Linked DNA regions of Mus musculus: region 2 is linked to region 1. A link is a contact called in public Hi-C data. All regions are on one chromosome and are shown on one strand. The core of a region is the stretch at or near the end of the contact, and the rest is flanking DNA. Distances in the headings are between cores, read along the strand shown.

The links. A called contact is a pair of places that touch in the nucleus more often than the background predicts.
Region 2: a Hi-C map of bone marrow-derived macrophages shows a contact between it and region 1, with 17 read pairs. A contact is called at or near these places in 4 of 39 promoter capture datasets (hippocampal neurons, liver and neutrophils), 1 of 484 Hi-C or Micro-C datasets (bone marrow-derived macrophages) and 1 of 9 other capture datasets (liver).

What each region holds. Positions count from the first base shown.
Region 1 is chr19:11,049,139-11,051,980 of GRCm38.p6, forward strand. It overlaps AW112010 (expressed sequence AW112010), which reads right to left and starts at 1,428. Exons shown (of 3, transcript NR_102366.1): 1 at 1,250-1,428.
Region 2 is chr19:11,225,033-11,227,874 of GRCm38.p6, forward strand. It overlaps Ms4a12 (membrane-spanning 4-domains, subfamily A, member 12), which reads right to left. Exons shown (of 7, transcript NM_001374133.1): 3 at 532-669; 4 at 1-7. All of the region lies in intron 1 of 4930526L06Rik (RIKEN cDNA 4930526L06 gene), which reads left to right. Among named protein-coding and RNA genes, the nearest start is that of Ms4a12, 6.0 kb to the right of the region's middle.

The DNA.
Region 1 (2,842 bases), core at 178-2,677:
CCCCCCCGGAGCTCATGTCTCTAGCTGCATATGCATCAGAAGATGGCCTAGTCGGCCATCAGTAGAAAGAGAGGCCCATTGGTCTTGCAAACTTCATATGCCTCAGTGCAGGGGAACGCCAGGGCCAAGAAGAGGGAGTGGGTGGGTAGGGGAGTGTGGGGGGGAGGGTATGGGGGACTTTTGGAATAGCATTGGAAGTGTAAATGAAGAAAATACCTAATTAAAATAAAATAAAAATTAAAAAAAAAAAAAAGAAATTCTTCGCTTTGCATACCTCTGGCTCTTTATTTAAACTCCATGTTAGAAACTGAGTGATAAGCCCAGGTGGGGCCAAGTCACTGGACCCCTTTGCTCTGCTTCTCAATGAAGTCACAATGAATTCATTTTTTTCTACCTTCCACTCTTATTTGTTTAGTTGGCCCATTAAGGACTGGGTAGATGAATCTGGATTGCTTGAGCCTGGACTCTGACCCTGACAATTCTAGGTGCAGTCTGGAGCAAAACAGAGAGGCTCCTCTGGGTAAGAGTAGGATGTGAGGTCATGGACAAGAACAGTCAGAAAAGTGAGATGGTTAAAGGCTAGAGGGGGAAGGCAAAGCTAACATGGAGAGAGCAGGGCCTGTATCAAATGTTTTTTTCTAGGGCAGAGGAAGATTCTAACTACATACAGGGTGCCTCATCTTCAGAAGAGGGTACAGACTCCTGCCATTGTTCTGAGCTTTTAGAGAAAGCTAGATCATTAAAAAGTCTGCTGGGCTGGAACAGAGCTATTTTAAAAGGGGAAGGAATTAAGGCCTCTGCACGTTGAGAAAAAGTCAGTGAAGTGATCCACAACTGAGGAGAAAATCAGAAAGAACTTACACAGGAGGACCCAGGAGAAACTTACGCTTAAGTCCTTTGCTTTGTCCTTTCCAGATATTTCCGTGTGCGTGTGTGTGTGTGTGTGTGTGTGTGTGTGTGTGTGTGTGTATTTCCCGCAGCGCCTGGCTGGCCCTTCATATGCCTACCTAGTGCTGTCTCCTCTCTACATCCCAGGCTTAGAATTGAGTTCTGTGGTGTCAGACAGGAGATACCCACCCCACAAGAACTATATCTTCCTGGAAAAACAGACTTAGAAATAATAACAAACTAAATGCAAGCTTTCAAAGACAGAAGGTGACACTCATTCTCTCCAGTAAGCTGGGATGAGGCCTTCCATGGGCCTTCTTACCCACTATAGATTTCCCCTTACAGATCAAGAGGTACTTACGGGAGACATCTTGCAGCTCAGGTTGTCTGCTAGACTCCTGCTGATCTTCTCTTTGGTTTTTTATATAAAGTTTGAGAATGTCAGTTTCACTTTCCCTTTGAATTGCTTTGGGGCACTATTTGCTAAACAGGAGTGGACTGAAAAACCCCGAGTCTGAGAGAAGTTTACACAATTAGTTGGCCTATCCCACAAACAAACAGGAAGATCTGCAAACACAGCCCAAGAGCCTTTTCCCACTTGGGAAATTCCTTGCTTGGAACACAGTACAGTGTTGCCTGAGACAACTGCTTCATCCTTGGCTATGGAAATAAGCAGACATAATATGATATTTCAATGATTTAAAGCAAATGCTGATTTTTTTTTTTTTTTTTTTTTGGTAAGAGTAACACAAGTACATGGGTCAGTGGATATTCTTCAGGGCTCTCTAGGATGTGGTTTCAGGCAGGACACAGGATTACACTCAAGCGTGTATCTCCTGTGTTTGCATTTTCATCGTGGGTTGTAGGTTAAAGAATTAGCAGATGTGAATACAAGGAGAGTTCACTATTATACTGCCAGAAGCCAGAGGCTAGGAGAAGCCTGGAGGAGACTCTCCTCCCAGTCCTCCTGAAGGATGGAGCCTTGCTGACACCCTGAACTCAGACTTCCTGCCTCCAGAACCAAGGGACAATAGGTTTAATGAGCTCTCCTGTTGGTGCCACCTTGTTATCGTTGCTAAAAAGCCCATAGAGTGTCTGTGAAAGATCTTGTGTAGTGACAGGGAAGCAGTCACTGCTGGCACAGCCAGCTGACTGGTCAGATTGGGAGTAATAGAGGTGACATGGAAATATAAGGAAGAGGAGGCAATCCCCAGCAGAGACAGAAGGCCCCGCTCTCCATAGGGTGTGGTCCTTTGAGTGAGACCCCCCCACCTCATAAATTAAAAGCTTGGTTCCTGGTTGGGAACTGTTTGGGAAGAATTAGGGGGTGTAGCTTTGCTGGAGGAGGTGTGTCCCACTGTGCACATTCTCTCTCTTATTCCCTCTCTCCCTTCCCCCGATCCCCTCTCTTCTTCCTCCGCAGGAAGTACACTCTTAACTACCGCTCCAGTGCCATGCCGGCCTGCTTGATGCCCTGCTTCCCATTATGATGATTGCAGACTGTAACTCTCTGAAACTGTGGGCCTCCAAATTAATTAATTAATAAATAAGTTAATTAATTAAAATCAGTGGCCTTGGTCATATGTCTCTTCAGAGCAATAAAAAACAAAACAAAACACAACAATGAAGATAGGTGGAGGTTATCAAGTTGACTGGCAGGTCAAGAGAGCTGTCACTCAACATTGATCTTGGTCCCTTGCCTCTGAGGAGGAGGAGTGAAGGGCTTTTAGACTGGGTTGTGAGGCTCCAGAATGGAGACCCATTCTCTGTGTCCTAGGGCTCTGAGAGGGTGAGTGTATTCTAACTCAAGGAACTCGGGACATCTTTGCACTTGGAGGAAATCAACTAAAGACTCTGAAAGAGCTTATAAGGATTCCGTTTTTTGATATTTACCACTGAATAAATGAAAGCAGAGATGACTAAGATGTATTTGTTAGTTGTTAGGCTAAAGCTA
Region 2 (2,842 bases), core at 144-2,643, 180 kb after region 1:
CAATGAACTGTAGACATAGACAAATCTGTGAATGGTAGGTTCTCTGCTTGTGCCTGGGAATGTCTCTTTGTACAAGAGGGTGGTCCAGTTATGTTTGCTTGTTTCCGTCACATACAGCTCAGTATTTTTTCTTTAGATTAACTTTTGGGGATACATCTCCAATTCCCCACCCTCATTTTCTTGAATGTAAAGAACTCAGTGACAGATGACTCCGAGTTTGTATGTGCGACTGAGCCTCCTGCTCAACTTCATCTTATTTTCAGCCTCATCCTGTCAATGGTATATCTTTGTCATGTTCGATCATCCCTTTCAAGACCCTCCAGCCAACACACTGGTTCTGCATTAGGGATGAGTTTAAGTTGCAGTGGAGGTAAGCCTGAATTGGGAGTGATGGGCCCCCTTTCTTCAATCAGAGCCATTATTTCTAAAAACCCTCTAGCCATTAGACACAGAACTTTTCAAGAACCTTGCTGTGAACAGCCTGGGGACACCCATCCTGCACAGGGAGAGGTGTTCTAGCAATCTACTCACAAAGACTCCACCCCAGAATGGATATCCACCAATAAAAGCAACAGAGGAAAACGCCCAAGTCATATTGTATGAGGTGCTCAGCAACCCGAGAACAACTCCAAAGCCGATGTGCATCAATCCAATTGTGATTTGGACTCCCTAAAAAAGAAAGCCAAGGGGCATTTTAAAATAACTGTCACAACCAAAGTTATTCCTGTTTATTTACTGTCCATGTGATCCACGAGAATTCACCTAAACAGTGAATATTTTGATGTATACTGAAACAGCAGGGGAGGAAGGGCCTCAGGTAAAACCTTTGAGGAGCTAGTGAGATGGTTCCGTGGGTAAGGACATATGTTGTCTAGTCTGATGACCAGTGTGTGATACTCAGACCCCGTATGTTGGAAAGAACTGAGTCTTTCAAATTGCCCTCTGATCTCCATGTATGTGTGCATGTATGTATGCATGCATGCATGCATGCACGAACTCATGCTCACGCGTGTGAGTGTGCGCGCACGCACACACACAGATACACACAGACACACAAACATACACATGTATACACATAATAAACATTTTAATAAATTTTGTTTGATTTCTGAATGAACTACAAAGAAGTCTTTAGAAAGTATGACTACTTCAGCATCTCCTGGTATCCCCATGAGTACATTTGTTTGTAAAGACTGCTGCGACTGAGGTGACAGGGGCTGTCTTGTATAAGTAAAACAGTTCTCTGTCCAGGCAATGCTAGTCACGAGAAAAGGAATCGATGGAAATGAAGTCACTCCTAGAATATTAGTCACATGCCTGATAACACTCTGTCACTGTTCCACCAACTAGATGGAGACATAAAACCATAAGAAATCAAGTGGCCAAGATACAGTTCACAGGACTCAAAAAGGCCAATAAGGGGAAGCGCCCAAGTGAGGATGCCCGAGTCCTGCTTGGGAGGGAGAAGAAAGCAACCACAAGGGGGAAGGGAGGGAGGGACCTGGGGTGGGGACAACCTCTTGGAGACAGGGGGGCAGGGAGGAGATATGGGATGTAGAACGGTCTAGGAGGGTGGACTGGGAGAGGAATAAAATATGGAATGTAAAAATAAAAAAAAAAAAGAAAAGAAAAGATGTAAATAAAAAAGAACAAGAACTAGGATGGTTTGATTGTTTAACTCTTTAAGCACCACAGTAGTGGTAGCCAGCTAATTCCTAATGAAAAACAAAAAGAAGGTAATCAAGTGCCCAAGGGTAAACAGTTATAAAGGGGCAGACTCCCAGAATGCATAACAGCGGACTATCTCCAAAACTTACTTACAATCTGTCCTTTAGGACTCAGCTTGGTTCCACCCGTTCAGAGTTGTCTTGATATACTAGTCAAATGGATTTGCTTTTATTCTTTGTGGATTCTTTTCACATTTTAAGATGTAAAACCCATGGCATTACTTGCTTTTCTATTTCATATTTTTTTTATTTCAAAAAATATTTTTTTATTTTTTGTGCGTGGATATGAATGTCTGTGCATCACACGTGTGCCTGGTGGTGCTCAAGGATGTCCAAAGGGCTTGAGGGTTGGATACCCTGAGACTGGAGTTACATGCAGTTATGAGCCACCATGTGGGTTCTGAGAATGATAATGTCTTCTGCAAGAGCAGTGAATGTTCTTAACTACAGCACTGTCTCTCCAATCCTAGTATTCCTTGTTGTTTTTTTTTTTAATTGCTGGTATGCAACTGTTATCATACCAAGTAAGAGGTATTTTGTCAATGCTAAGGGATAAATCTTTTGCTTTGTAACTCTTATCAAAACTTTCTTTGTAGAGTACACATGGATTTCTGAGAAACAACAGTTACTATATTGGTCCAAAGCTCAGAAACATCTCCATAGATCATTTTGTCCCAAGTTTACGATTATATTTTATCTACCCAGGAAGACTGTAGCCACAGAAACTTCTGTGTTTATTTCCTCAATGAATAGGTACCAAATAAATTTAAATTGAATTAAAGGAAAAATAATTTCATGAATTATGCTAAAACAATAATATATTGTTGAGATGCACTAAACCTTGTGAAAGCTATGAACCTTCTCTTTGAACAGTTCTTGTACATCCACAGATTACATCATCCTTTAGACACAGCTTCTGAGAGGTGATGGACCCATTTTTAGCCAATGTTACATCTCAGATGGGACACTCCTACATCTGACTTCAGATTTGTTCCTGCAATTGTTATCCATGAACAAAATGTGGATATAAGTTTCCCATCCTTGCTGTCATCTTGATGAGGAGCAGCTGCAGCTTTAATCCCCATTGGCCCCTGTTTTCTACCCATATAGCCCTG